2 separate regions of the Mus musculus genome follow, and region 2 is linked to region 1. The links are chromatin contacts, called in public HiChIP or PLAC-seq maps. All regions are on one chromosome and are shown on one strand. Each heading gives the region's core, a stretch centred on a gene start, on an enhancer-like site or on the middle of the called end of the contact. The rest is flanking DNA. Distances are from core to core; before and after follow the strand shown.

Region 1 (7,595 bases), core at 2,019-4,518:
GTCTGGGGTCGTTATCAATTCCCAAACCCTAACAAAAGTTGTTCAGAAGCTAAAAGAGAAGATGGTAGAAAGCTAGCTGGAGGATACTGAACACAATACATATAAAATATTGGCATTTTGGGGATACTACACTATAAAGTATTTGATACTCCGGGATTACAGGGTTGGGATTTGTAATGAAGATGCAAAGTAGGCAGAGCCAGGACATGGGCATTTTATAGAGTATCAACTTCATCTTGATAGGAATGAGAGACACTGTATGATTTTCAACAGGGAAAAAATGGACAAACTCTGCACGTTATCAAGATAGGAAGTTTGGTTCATGAGGGCAGGGCCATGCTACCTCCATTACACATGCAAGAAGTTCACTTACATTTATTGGAATCTTTAAGCTCCAGGGGCTATTATAAGCACTTCATACATAATATTTTCATTTATATCTCAAAGCAACCCTTTCAGTAAGTATCAGATTTGTTTCCTTTTCCAATGAAAGACAATGAGCTTTGACACCCTAAATAGCCTATTTATGGTCATTTAGCTAGGAGGAGTGAGGAGGTCCTACTTAAACATTCATCTGCGAGATCAAGTTCCTCTTCAATAATCTGACTGCTCTTGTGACAGAGAGAGGGAGGAGAGAGGGAGAGAGGGAGAGATGGAGAGAGGGAGAGAGGGAGGGAGGGAGAGAGGGAGAGAGAGAGAGAGAGACCAGGAAAATGTTAGTAATCCCCAAAAAACACACACAAGAGCTAATCAGATGCAACTCACAGCAGGGTCTTTATTCTATTTGAGCTAATTCACCCACTACCCCCACCCCCTACGCACCACCAGCACACAGGCCAGTTTTGGTGGTCGGGGAGCCCAGACTGTCTATTGGGGCAAAGCTTTATAGTAAGCAGTAAGCAGGGAGTACATGCATAAGCATCTAATTGGAAAGCTGTTGTGGCCTTCAACCTAGTTGTCTGGTGCTGGGAGTCAGATCATAAACTTTACTTCTGCTCTACTCTGCATTGGTGGTCATTAGGAAGGGACCATTAGGTCTTGTAACCTGGGGGTGCAGGTTTGTTGGGGGAATTACCTAGAAACTCTGCTCTTGTTGGGGATTAGCCTAGAGACTGAAGCTAGGCTCAGGCTTTCTTGGGGACAACTTGGAAACTAATGCTAGTTAGCAGTTAGTCTACCTGAGTTCAAACTTAGGTCAGGTTCTCTAAAATGGAGTTTGAATTTAAAGTCTTTGGGGGGGGGGAGAGAGAGAGAGAGAGAGAGGGAGAGAGAGAGAGAGAGACCCCACTGAGTGACCATACTTCAACTGTCAACTGATTAAAGTCACTTTGAATGTCTGCTAATCTTGACATTCTACAGAGGCAAAGTGACATCTATACTCTTCTAGACAGACAACAGCTATATTTAGAAAAATAAAAACTGTAGACATTCTAGAATTTGTTAAATTCTCTCTGATATTTAATTTCACTATACTCCACCCAGCTGAACCCACAAGCTTTTGACTTTCTTTGGCTGCTGAGCAGGCGTGGCCCTGGTGGGGACAGAGAGACTTGGTTCCTGCCCCTAGGACAGAATCCCAGTGTGAGCCTCCAGCAGTATTGATGACTGTAGTGGCATAACACTTGTTTGTGTAACAATGTATATTATTTCACATTCCTCCGAGGAATGGTTTCTCTGTTAATGTTATTGACTCCTTGATAATCAGACAGCAGGAGTCCAGGAGGTGAAGGTGTGGCTATGTCTCAGCAAATGGCAAGCACTGGGACTTTCAGCCCTAAAGGTTATGGAGAAGAGCTCTAAATACATGAGTTTGAAAATATATAATTTCTCAACTATGCAAAAATAAGGACGCAATATGAATTATGAGAACTTCATGAATCTAAAGGAACAAAGGGAGTTGCATTAATGAGTCAACTTATCAGAAAGATACAAAGGCAAGCAGATACAAATATAGGCAGATTCCTGAGTTCAAGGTCAGCCTGGGACATGGCAAGGTTAGCCCCAGGTGTGGTACATATGGTAATTTCAGGATAGGGTCCCACCCAGCTAGTTTAGCGTCTTTGTGTAACTGAGGCAATCAGATCTCTAAATGATTTTGCTATCTTAAAAGAAAACTTATGCTTGCTGTTTCCTAAGAATCAAAGGGCTGGGGCCACCAGTATGTAGATTCATAGAATAATCAAAAGGGAGCCTGGAATAAAGAACTGAATTGATATGTAAATTTAAAAATGGCTTTTGGTCTTCATGGGATGAACTAGCAGAAAGTGGTAGCAGTTCTCTATAATTTTCGCTAGTGAGAGCTGAGCAGTCTGGAGATCTTTGGAGAGCAAAGCGGCTCTTGATGAGTTTTTTTCTTAACAGGATTTCTGACTTGGTCAGATGACTTAATAGTTCTTTTGTAGCAGTTTTTCTAACATTGGTCAGAAAAACATGAGCTATCCAGATATCTTGTAGAATTTTTACCTGAAGAGAGAGCTGCCTCAACCAGAGTTTTATGAGTAGCAAGAGAAGCTGTCTAGGGCAGAACAGAGCAGAATACACAGACACAGAGAGAGAGGGGGGGGGGAGGGGAGAGAGGGGAGGGGGGGGAGGGGAGAGAAGGGAGAGGGGAGAGAGGGGAGAAAGGGGAGAGGGGAGAGAGGAGAGAGGGGAGAGAGGGGAGAGGGGAGAGAGGGGAGAGGGGAGAGAGGGGAGAAAGGGGAGAGGGGAGAGAGGGGAGAGGGGAGAGAGGGGAGAGGGGAGAGGGGAGAGTGAGACATTCTTACCTAAAATGCAGTACTCATCTAGTGACTTATTTTTACTTTTTAAAGGTTCAAATGAAGATTGAGGCTTCATATAGACAGAGTAGCTAGCTTTCCCTCTACTTATTCTAAATAAGTGAAATTTTATTATACGAATTCAAAGACTGATTGTTCTATAAAAAGTGAGTTTGCATGCTATCAATTTTTGATATGATGCTACTTTTAATGAACACCTTCTATTAGGGTTAATTAAGGACAGCCATGTGTGCAAAGAAGGCATAATCTATTTCTTAAGGTTCTCTCAGTAGGAAATAGATGCTATACAGAAGTTTGTGAAAGATAACTGAGGTCAAAAATCAATTCCTAGAGAAGCTATTTACATCTCTCATTAACCTAAAGAGGCATTTCAAATTGTTCTAGCTTTTCTTAAAATAAAAATTCTTCCAGCTTGATTCAAATACAGTGAATTGTAGAGGGCCAGGGATCGACTTAGTTGTAGTACTGCACTGTACCACCAGAGGGATCCCTGGGATTTTCAGTTGTACAAATCCTGAATTGAGACACTGAAAGGTACCCTGCAAAGAAAGGGCATATTGGCTGGCTGGTCTACAGGTTGATGGGTACAGTTTCTTTCCATGAGATTATTTAGGACACTGTGTTACCTCTAGAAATGTCACTGTACTATGTCACCCATAGACTATCTCTGTTCAACCCCTATGAGGAATGGCTGTCCTCCTGTTCAATGACAGATCTGCCTCTTCAGGCCTAAAATGGGGAACGAATTTTGCCTGCAGAGCCTGTCATGTATGGTTCATGTTTACCTCTTCTGCATCTTTTAGACATGATTCCTCATCTGTATAGACAGAGTGTAACAGAATTGTTCTGAGGATTACCTGAGATAGGATAGAGGGACTTATTTTATTCTGGAATATGAAATTCCTAATTCATCCTGTGATGGCTATTCATGATTGTCATCCGCACTCCATCGTCAATTAGCTAAAAGCCAAGTGGCTAGGTACACCTGTGAGGGAGTTCTCTAGATTGGATCTTTAGAAATGTGAAGACCCACCCTAAATCCTGATTCTTTGAGAGAAGAAGTTCCACCTTAAATCTGGGCTACACCTTCCAGCCATGGCAGACTAGATAATGACCAAGGAAGAAAGAAACTTTTGCTATTTGCCTGCTTCCTCTGGCTCACACTGGAGAGTCCGTTCCTTCACCGGCATTAGAGTCCACTTTTGTGGGATTCTGGAGTATACTGAAGACCAACTGAGACACCCAGACTTGCAGACTGAACAATTACTGAAAACTTAGACTTTCTCTCAGTAGCTAGCCATTGTTGGACTGTGGTCCACTGTGGGAAGCCAACTCCAAGATGGTGCCGGTTTCCGGTTGCCTTTGTCATAAACAACACCACTGCGCAGGCGTCAATTCAAATTTGGTGCCAACCCTTCCCAAGTGGGTGCATGCAAATTGAGTGCCGGCTGACTGACCAATCAGAGGGGGCCACAGAGCCTTCTCCTGTGCTGGGGTGCATATAAGCAGGCCTCCCTGGGCGCCTGGGGTCCCATAGAAGTATCGAGGCAAGAATCCGACTGTGTCGTGTTGTTCTTGCTGGTCAAGAGCAGACGGGACAGTCCACCACAGTCTGTCAGTCATTCTAATAAATCCCCTTTTCTTTCTGCCCCATTGCAGAAGAGAACTGTAACACACATGGAGTTTTAAAATGCTGTTGTTTTTTTACTAACGGTACTTTTTAAATGAAGGGATACGGAAATAGATTTGTTTTATGAAATGAACTTTCAGTTACATAGTTGATATATTTTAGTTTTAAAAATAATGCTTTGAGAGTCAAATTAGAAGAGAGGTTACAGAGACAAATTAAAGCTGAGAATCCAAACAACTCTTTCAACACAGTAATTAAACATGTTTTTGAAACTGATAAGAAATCAAACCATTGCAAATTCATGAATTAAAAATTTGCCATGAGGCTGGGAAGATGGCTCAGGGGGTGAAGTGCTTTCAGCACAAGCATGAGAGTTTAGATCCCCATGAACTACACAAAAACTAGGTGTGGTAGGACATGCCTGTAACACTTGTACTTAGTCGGGTAGAGATAAGCCAGTCTTGGTGATATCCTGTTTCATAAAGTGAGATGGAGAACAATAAAAAAGACACTTGAAGTCAACCTCTGGATTTCCATGTACACACACAGGTAAGTCTACTCAACATATACATGGGCAAGCATATACACACAGGTATGTACAGCCAATACACACATGCACAAGCACATACACACACAAGTAAGTACAGCGAATATACATATGCACAAGTGCATGTACAACATAGACAAGTGCACCCAATACCCACATGCAGAAACGTGTGCATACACAGGTAACTACACCCTATAAATGTGTGCACAAGCATGCACACAGAGTAAATACAACAAGAAAATAACCCACAGCTTACTTCTCTGTCCTGAAATTTAACTTCTAGACTTCTATTTTTCTATAGTCTTGGGATTTTTATCCACTATGGTCCAAGCTTGTTAGTGTGTCAACCTTTTTGTCTTATTTAGATGGAATAAGGAGTTTATAAGACAAATTTTATTTTCTGAAGGCAAAACACTTACTCTTCCTGATCAGTTCATAAATCAGAAATGTATAGAAGGTTGCATATGTGACAAAAAGCAGGAGCAAAGGACCCTGGCAAAGAGGCAGTGACATACGCCTTATGGGATTTTCTGGTTGATTCATTTTTTTGAAATGTGCTAACATTAAATTTTGAAAGTGGAAATATGCACCTGTCTGCTCTACTGTCTTATATCAATCAAAAGTCTTTGATGATAGATACCCCTTAGAACACTATGTTTTCTACATGTTTATTATTTTTTTAAAGCCTGGAGAAAGTCATCGAGAACACGGAAAGCTATGAGAAGACCAAGGAAGGGGAAGCAATGGAAAGCAGTCTCAACCAGCAAATTCCGAAAGAGCACACAGCCTACGTGAGGCATTTCATCAAGTTTGAAGGAAGCAATGCCTCATAAGAAACCAGAACATGCCCCAGATTTTAGAACTAGAAACCTACTTTCCTGGTTATGATGTATAATATAAAATATTTAATGTATGTTTGAATATATAAATATGTAAGTATCTGAAATACCTGAGAAAAAATATTGTCATTTCAGGCAAACACTCCATATTGAGACTGTGGGATTTCAGGTGCCAGAAATATTCAACTTCCCCAATAGCATTTTGATTGTCTAAGCCCCAGCTTCCACTATTTGATCAAACATACCCAAATTTCTCCAAATTAAGAAGTATGCAGGACCAAGTAGCCATCTTCTTACTTCATATCCACAACTTCCTACCTGCCGTGTACCCACGTACAAAGCTTTTCATCTTAAATTTACCTGAAATGCTGCAAACTGTTACTTTTGAAGAATTGCTTATTCAAGGACCCACTGGAAAGGCAGGTATACAGAAGTTTTTAGCTCAATGGATTTAGTCCCGTTATATAACAGTCTCCAGCAAAGTTCAAAATTCCTGAGCACTCTTCTCTCTGGGGACACAGGAACCTAATAACTACAAGACCCTGTTCACAGCCTAGTGTGTTGTGATATGATTACTTCTGGACTCCATACCCCTAGAGTTTGCAATGTGAGAAGTCCAAACACCTCTCAAATGTAACTTGGTTTTCTTCAGAATACAAGAACTTTCTCCCTTCATAAAGGCTCCACGATAAGCTGACATCAGCCACTGTTTTTACAACCTGACAGAACAGGGTCAGAGTCTTAGAAGCCCAGAGGGAAAATGAAAAGAACAAAAGCAAAATATAAGAACAGTGTGGGCTGAGGATGGCTAAAATGAAAATAGTAATGCATAAGGTTAGACTCTGAAAAAGTATTTCTCTTCTGTTCAGCTATAGATGGCCACCGAGCCCACTTTCTTACCCAACTTTGTTTAAGACTTTAGTAGTTTTGCATCTTTCATCTCCATGTTTAGACCATATAAGAAAATGTCCACATAAACCATCAGAAAGACACACAATTATTCAACAGTGAGTCATTTAACTTAACTGAGCAAATCCTGCATCCATCCACAGAGCTGTCCAAGTGGCACAAGTTCACTTGTAAAAGCTCTTGCACTCACCAATGGTATAGAACCTCTTCAGTTCACTTTTTCTGGAAGGATGCTTCTGGGTGTTTGCTGAGTTGTTCTGTTCTTCTTCGATGATGGGGGTCTTGGGTGCCGGGGGCTTGCTGGCTTGTGGTGCTTGCTTCCCTGCACCACCTAAAGGGTTGAACCCTGGAGCAGTAATATCCACTGACTGGGACTTTTTCTTCAACCTACAGATGAAGAATACCACACACTGTGAAGACTGATTCAGGAGACACTTGTTGCACATTTATCTGCATCATGACCTTTGATTTTTAGCACTAGAGTTACTTTTGGTTTTAAATTAAATCCTGGTCTATTTAGAAGTTACAAGACTTCCCTCTAATGTTTCAAGATAATTTAGTTAAAGAGGTATTAAGGCAATTAAAAAAATGGTTAAACCAATTAGAAAAATGTTTCTAATTATTTTGAACAGCTCATTAAGATATATCAAAACATAATGTGATGGAGGATGTCTAATATTTTAGTGATAGCAAACAACATGAGGTGGGCAGATGAAAGTAATACACTTGGTCCAGCAATGGGGGCCACACTCATAAGCAGAACATCAGAAGCTAAGTCAGAAAGATCCTGAGATCAAGGCCAGATTGGAACAAATAGGAAAACACTGTCTCAGAACTGCATTTGATCATCACATTTACTTCTAAAAGGAACACTCTGATTAAATGTAATTATA
Region 2 (7,595 bases), core at 1,777-4,276, 370 kb after region 1:
TCCTGGCCTCCCAGAAGAGCAGAATCAATGAACAGAGCAGGGGGGAACACTGGTCACTTTGTGAACACTAGGACTGCAGAACAGGGAGAAAGCAAGAGGCCAGGAATGGAGAAGGACAGATGCTCTCTTTGCCTTTGGTGACAACCAGTACACTGAGAATTACAGGCCTTGAAGAGCCAGAAGGAAGGGTGAGCACAGCTAACTTACCCTTTCTATATTATAACTAATAAAACTGAGAGTGAAGGTTACTAGTCTGAGGTAACTTAGAGTTAGGACTAGTGTTGATATAGATGCTGACATGGGATCCTGTGGTCCATGTTTAGCTCTTTTCTAAATGTCCATGGGATAAATACAATGAGTGACTATTCCTATAAAGTAAAAACTGTGACATAATCTTTTTTTGTTCTTTCCCTACTTCCCTACTAACTAGACCAATGAACTAACTCAGTTGCTGTGAGTCACAGTTAAATTATTATTTCTTTTGTTTTGCTTTCTTTTTCTCAAAAGTCATGACTTGTGCTCTGGGTAATACTATCACACTGGCTATCTCCTGAACTCTAGAGTAAAATTTTAACATTACCTTTTCATTGTTTTTAATCGTAGCTCTAAAAGGACAGTCATGTAAATGGGAAGGACTTTGATCTCAGCTGCTATCAGTGATGTGAACCTACCTATGGCCCTCAAGGTGAGAAGAGATGGTTTCTTCTGGGTCAACTATGTATTACCTGTATGACCTGAGAATAAATTCATGTTGTCCCAAATGACATGTTCCACTGCAGATGAGGTTATAGCCACCGAAAAAAGTAAAGCTACAAATACTTTGGTGGGTATCAGAGGTAAGGTCAATGACAAGAAATCTTTTCTACATTGTAACAGTCTTAGGTTAAGGGCCAGAAGAAACTAGTAGTCAGCTAAGTTAATATATTCTAAAAGTTCTACCTGATATTTAAAATGATACTAGGTCTTATAGGTCACTTACTTATATTGCCAGTAAGTGTCAATAGAAGGTACTGAAGATAGCCCAAGGTGTTTTTGTTCAGGATCTGCAAAAATTCCAAATCTTCAATTATGGATATATACTCACACCTCCCACTCTTCAGGAATCTTCAAGGCGTGTGACATATGGCCTTTTTAGGAAATTACAGTTCACACGGTTTTACAAGTTAGGTTGAACTGTCTTATACAAGAGTTTTTTAAAGGCAAATGAGGACTTACTCACCACATTGTGGAGCAATACCAGAACAAGGGCTAGAGAGGTGGGTCAGCTTTAAGATCAGATAATGTTTTTGCAGACAACCAAAGTTTGGTGCCCAGCACTCATAATTAGTGACTCACAACCATCTGTTACTCCAGCTTTAAGGGATAAAACACATTTTTATGGCCTTTACAGGAACCTGAATTCACATGAGCACACACACACACATGCACACACACAGGCACACATGCAAATACACACACACACACACACATGCATTTGCGCACATACACACACATTGAAAAACAAAACAACACTTCCAGAACAAAGGAAACAATCCACCTTCACTCCCAAATGGAACCAAGAGGGGCTATTTATTAGGCACATCATGCCAGCTGAAGTGAAAATGGCTCCTTCAGAATTGAAAATTATTCTTCAGTGCCTTGCCAATTGACTCCCAATCGATTACTTCAAGTGTTTGTGCTGTAGATAAATGTGATTTCTTCTGGAGACTCTGAAGAACTGTGCTTAATTATTCATCCTGAAATTTAATTTCAGGGTTTATAATCATCTAACTGTTTAAGATGGAATTTGTCACTGAAACATTTTGAGAGGGTATACGGAATTACTTAACATCTACTCACCTCACTTCAAGTTTGGTTTAAAATTGGATGTGTTTCATAATTTTGCAGTAGCAATCACACAAGGGCATATACTCTAACCTCCTACATGTTTTCTGCTAATTTGGTTGATTTAGGTCAATTTGTATCATTAGTTAGAAAGGATATTACAGAATGAGGGAGACAGATATAAGGTTTTTCTTTCCTCCCAAAGGTCCACCACCATAGAAACATAATTAACTTCCTCTCAACCATTCCCCAAGAAGCTGAGAAAAGTATTTGCTGTCAAATTAAGCCAAAGTCATGAGTATAGGAAGACATTAACTGCTTTTTTTAAATATAAAGAAAAAACTGTTTCTTTTTAATCTTAGTCTTTAAAGAGGCAAATAGTTGTGTGGTAGTTTGAGTGAGAATGGCCCTTCTAGACTCACATATTGAAATGCTTGGTCCCTAATTGGTGGTGGTGGTGGGGGGGGCTTTTTGAGATGGATCAGGAGGTGTGGCCATATTGGAGGCAGTGTGACCTTGTTGAGGAGGTATGTCATTAGTGGTGGGCTTTGAGGTTTAGAAAACCCAGGCCTCGGGGTTGGGGATTTAGCTCAGTGGTAGAGCACTTGCCCAGCAAGCACAAGGCCTTGGGTTCAGTCCTCAGCTCTGAAAAATAAAAAAGACAAAAATAACAAAAAGACCAAAAAACAAGGTAACTGAAAACCCACACCATTGATGTAACTGAGAGTGGTGGTTGCTGTCTAAACCAGTTACTCCCAGGCTCTTAGAGAAGTGGCACACAGATTATAAGGCACTAAGGAATCTTTACTTAAAAGCAAAATGATAGAATGGGTCAGAAATAACTTGCAGGTGAGCAGAGAAGTACTGAGTGTGAAAGGAATCCTGAGGTCTAGTTATTGCTTGAAATTTCCTTTCATGGAGTTCAGGAGAATGGGAGGTTTGGTTGGAAGGAGACATAGAGAGGGTGACTGTCTGTTTAGATTGATAAGCTTGCATTATTTAAGTTTATCTGTACTGCCCATGTCCTTTCCTAAAAACGCTTCTGATGTTAATTATATGTATATCTGATTATGCATAAGATAGTAAATATAGTTCCCCAAAAGTCAAAAAGTTCAAACAGATGACAAAAGTTGTCTTGCTGCTCATACTCACCAAATCAGCCCAGGCTGGACTGACTCATCGTCCTGGAATGTGTTTCCAGATGGGTGTGAACAGGAAAAGGGTATGGGTGTGAATGGGAAAAGGGTAACTGTTGGTTCGCCAGGGGAAGGAATCCATGCCACTGTTTGAAGTTGGTATACGTACAGCATCATGGAAGTGGGAGTCTAAGATTGCTAGGTGCATTGTTAGAGAGTGGTGCGTGCAGAGCCCAAGCAAAGTAGAATCCTAGGCCACTAGGCCCTTCCTTATGCTTTCCATCTCAGGAATGCCCTAGACATAGAAAACTGAGCAGAAATCCATCCCATGGAATTTAAAAGGAAAGGAAGTTTGTGACATTGAACAGAGTCCTCTTATACAGCCACTGGTGCATACACAAATGGCAGGTTCTCTGGGAGTCATGGGATGGGGTGTACTGTGTGAGGGTTGTCTTTGTATTATCCAATTATTAATTTGCTAGCTAAGTACTAAATTGTTAATTCTGGGCTGAGTACTGGCAGACTTTGCTATTGTTTACTTATGACTCTGCACCTGCACCATATCCTGTAAACATTCTTCATCCCTCAGCCTCTGATTGGTTTAATAGAGATATAAACAGCCAATAGCTGGGCAGGAAAGGGAAAGTGGGACTTCTGGTCTGAGAGAGGATCTCTGAGAGAAGAATGAGGCAGGAGAAAATTTGTCAGCAGGACAAGAGGTCAGATGTACCTGGAGTGAGAGAGGTACCGGACCATGTAGTGGGATGGGGACTAGAATAGTGGTGTTAATTAAGTTAGAGAACCTAGCTGGGAGGCAGCCTAAGCTAAGGCATAAGCTATCATAAAATTAGTAAGTCTCTGTGTGTCATTTTTCACCTGCTGGCTGGTCCAAAAAATTCTGGCAAGTCTTTTTTAAACTTGACTGTCGTCTATTGGCCAGCTACATAGTTTAGGAAGACCACCTAAACAGAAGAGATACAGTGATATTCATTATCTGATAGATGGTAGTTCAGTGGATGACATAGTTTTGTTATTTAACAGAAACCATAAGCATTTTGCCCCATTGGATATTCTCTAATCCATTTTCTCCACAGCAGTGGGACTGAGCTCAAAAAACAGATCGATTTACATTTTAATTTAAATACAGTCCACATTTATTTCCTGTGCTGAGGATCTCTGCATGGTCCAGAATCCTGCCTAGCTCTGTGACAGGCCACATGCTGTTCTGTCTTGCTTTTACTGGCATCTGGGCTTTGCTTTGAGAAGAACCAGTTATTCATCCCATCTTTAGCCTTTCCAAACAGTACTGAGAAAGCTTTAAAAGTTCCTATGCTTCCTCATCATGCAGATGACTCCTCTTCCGGCCTCCCAGGCAGCTTATCTGACGTGTTTGACTTATATCATCTAATGTTAAGCAATTAGACTTTTTGTGACATTTAGTCATTATACATGTACTGTGTTTCTTTGTGGAAAAAGAGTAAATGGGTTTTATTTTTAAAATGAACTTCTGAGATTGGAATGACCACATCCAAAAACATTTGTTGCCAGGCGGTGGTGGCGCACGCCTTTAATCCCAGCACTTGGGAGGCAGAGGCAGGTGGATTTCTGAGTTCGAGGCCAGCCTGGTCTACAAAGTGAGTTCCAGGACAGCCAGGGCTACACAGAGAAACCCTGTCTCGGAAAACCAAAAAGACCCAAACCAAACCAAACCAAACCAACAACAACAACAAAAAAAACATTTGTATTTTATCAAGTTGCATATTATTTTTTCAAGTTACCTAATTAATATCTACAAAAATACTTTGTATTTCATTTAACTTATCAATAGCACTAACTTGTGATTATATCATGATTCTGGACTTTTCATCTGTTTCCTAATTTGTCTATTTCTAGGGGGAGTTAACTATGTCTTTTGTTTTTCAAGATTATAAGGCAATTACATAATTTCTCCTTTCTTCGTTTTCCCTCCATACCCTTCTGTATACCTCTCTTTGATCCTTTTCAAGTCCATGGCCCCTTTTCCATTAATTGTTGTCACCTGAATATTTATTAATATATATACAAGTAATATCATATAAACAAAGTAGGTTGTATTTATCATTTATATATGTATATTAGTGTATTTATTATTTGGAGAAATATAAAATATATGTTTTTGTATATATTCTATGTCTCTCTATATATGATATGCCTATATATTATATATTATGTATATATTATGTAGTATATTTATCAATAAATCAATACATAAATGCAACCTGCTTTGCTTGTATGATGTTACTTGTATCTTTATTTTCAGAACTCGCCATTTGGTACTGGATAACCAGTTGGTGTTCTCTCTCCTGGGGAAAACTATTTCTCCTGCTCTCATTATGCCTTAATTGGCTAGTTCTTTATACTAGTTCTTTACTAGTATAGTGTTGAAGCCTCATGGGCTTTGCCATGTCTACTACTTTAGCATGTCTATCGTCGTTCTTGTTCAGCCTATGTTTAGGCAATCATGTTGGTGAAACTTTATAAGTGTCTTTTGAGTGAATGTTCAAGGACAAGTAATTAATTTGAATCCATGACACCTTTAGGACATCCTATAGTACCATTCCCATTTGTCCCTGTCTGAAGACCCAGTGTGACCAGCCTACAGTGTTCTATTAAGCAATAGTTAAAGCAAGGTCATCCAGCAACTTAGGGTCACGGTTAAGAGTTATGCGTGCATAGAAAAGAATCAATCTGTGAATAAAACTACCCAATCATAATCTTTCCTCCTCAAATTTTAGATGCCTCATTCTTTTCCCTCCCCTTATCATGAAGTGTCTTCAACATTTTACTTGGTTTATATACAAAGACCAACTGTATGAGCTGATTTCCCCTGGTAGAGATAGGACAGTGACACAAGTGGGGAAGGAAAGACCCATTTTGGCTCATGGTTTGAGGAGAAACAGTTCACCACAGCAGGTACAACATGCCAGCTTCTCAGGGTCAGTGGGAGCCTTCCCCATGCTTTCTTAATCACTGTAAACCTAAAATCTGACAATGCTCAAAGGAAAGTTAGTCCTGACTATAACTTGTAAGCCCAGGTTATGAAAGAGCTTGGCCCCATGTTCAGATGTTTCCTGGACCTTTCAAAAACATTCTGCCAGCTGCAAATGAAGTGTCCAAACATAGGAGCCAATGGAGAACCTTTTACACTCAAAACATAGCACCATTAGAGGAGAAGGAGCAAATTCATTAAGTGCTGATGGCCCTCTTCAGATAGAAGCATGACTTGGTGAAGCTGGTGAGCCTGAAGACCCTGCCTGTTTCTCAGTGTGTCAGTGCAGTGGTAGCATGTCAGTACATTGGGGAAACTTTATTCATGTGAGGGTACTCCTTCCTTAGAAAACCAGAGAATAGATCTTACTTCTCCTACATTAAGAGACTGAGAATGAGGAGAAAACACAATGATAGAAAGTTGGGGCAGCATGGCATTAGTAATAAATAGAGCAGGGTATGGGGGCAGGGAGCTGTGTATAAACAGCCTGGTCCTGGTTGAGCACAGGCCTGGAACCCTGGAGACCTGGTGGGTAGTGACTTCTGCCTTCATGGGACAGTAGGAGTTCAGCCGTGCCTCCTGGGCCCCTGGCTCCTGTTCCAGCTACAGCCTCCCACAACCCCCTGCAGATAGGTGTGTGGCCACCTGTCACATAGGCAATGGCCCAAGCTCCTGGTATTCTGTCTGAACTCCACCCCTACAGTAACCTGGCAATAGCCAGGTATGATCCTTCCCACAGTTACCTAGCAACAGCCAGGATGGCACAGCCCACTATAAAAGGAGATCCTTGCTCTCTTGCCTCTCTTACACTCTTGCCTTTCTTACCCTCTTGCTCTTACTCTTGTTCCCTTGCTCCCATGCTCTCTCTCTCTTACTCCTCTTTTCCCTCCTCTCTCCATGTGGCCATGGCCAGCCTCTGCTTCTCTACTCTCCCCCTCTCTCTTCCTTTCTACAATAAACACCTTAAAACCATGGACTGTCTCTGCTCCTCAGAACCCACCATGCTGGAGCAATGGAGCAAATTTCCCTCTAAGGAACTGCACATCTAATCTCCCACCTGGAAGCCTCCCTGCATTCCAGCCACAGCTGCCACCAACCCAAGCCACTGGCCAAGCAAGCTGCCTGAGGTAGCCATACTCTTTCCTCTCCAGGGTAACCTTCCAGAGTTCTCCTCCTACCCTTTTCTATTTGGCCCCTGGAGGCAGAGTCCACCCAAGGGTGCCCACTTTGTTCTCAGCTTTTCCATGACATACATTCTGGGATGTCCAAGAATGAGAAACTGACATCCCTGGCCTCCATGTGGCCAATGGACCCAGAACCGGGTCTTACACAGTGCTCAGTGGTCTGTGGTGCCCAAGAGTCAGAGCCCGACTACAGCAGGTCTGTAGGGACCTCAGACTGTGCCACCCTCACCCCTAGAGTGGCATCCTGCGGCTTCTCAGAGTCCAACACCCTCCCAGCAGTTCCATGGGATTCCATGCAGTCAGACTTCCTGTGTCCCACCTCGCCCAGCGGCCCTAGCCCCAAGCAGACACCGGGCCCCATTTTTTATCTCACAGCATGGCAGGGACAGAGTTCCTTATAACTATCATCATTTGATGCACTCC

What was found. HiChIP or PLAC-seq counts read pairs in DNA pulled down with a chosen protein or histone mark.
Region 2: a contact with region 1 is called in a FOXA1 HiChIP or PLAC-seq map of pancreatic cancer cells. The contact joins two enhancer-like sites. A contact is called at or near these places in 2 of 115 datasets of contacts at active chromatin or transcription factors (embryonic stem cells and pancreatic cancer cells).

Annotation. Positions count from the first base shown.
Region 1 is chr15:41,652,959-41,660,553 of GRCm38.p6, reverse strand. It overlaps Oxr1 (oxidation resistance 1), which reads right to left. Exons shown (of 17, transcript NM_001130166.1): 3 at 6,893-7,089. Among named protein-coding and RNA genes, the nearest start is that of Oxr1, 210 kb to the right of the region's middle. Within about 2 kb of position 3,268, at least 18 of the 459 cell types and tissues checked have an H3K27ac peak or open chromatin away from gene starts, as enhancers often do. A contact at or near this core is called in pancreatic cancer cells, where this site is marked.
Region 2 is chr15:41,282,447-41,290,041 of GRCm38.p6, reverse strand. It overlaps Gm33557 (a long non-coding RNA gene), which reads left to right. Exons shown (of 6, transcript XR_875321.1): 3 at 604-685. Among named protein-coding and RNA genes, the nearest start is that of Gm33557, 14 kb to the left of the region's middle. Within about 2 kb of position 3,026, at least 22 of the 459 cell types and tissues checked have an H3K27ac peak or open chromatin away from gene starts, as enhancers often do. A contact at or near this core is called in pancreatic cancer cells, where this site is marked.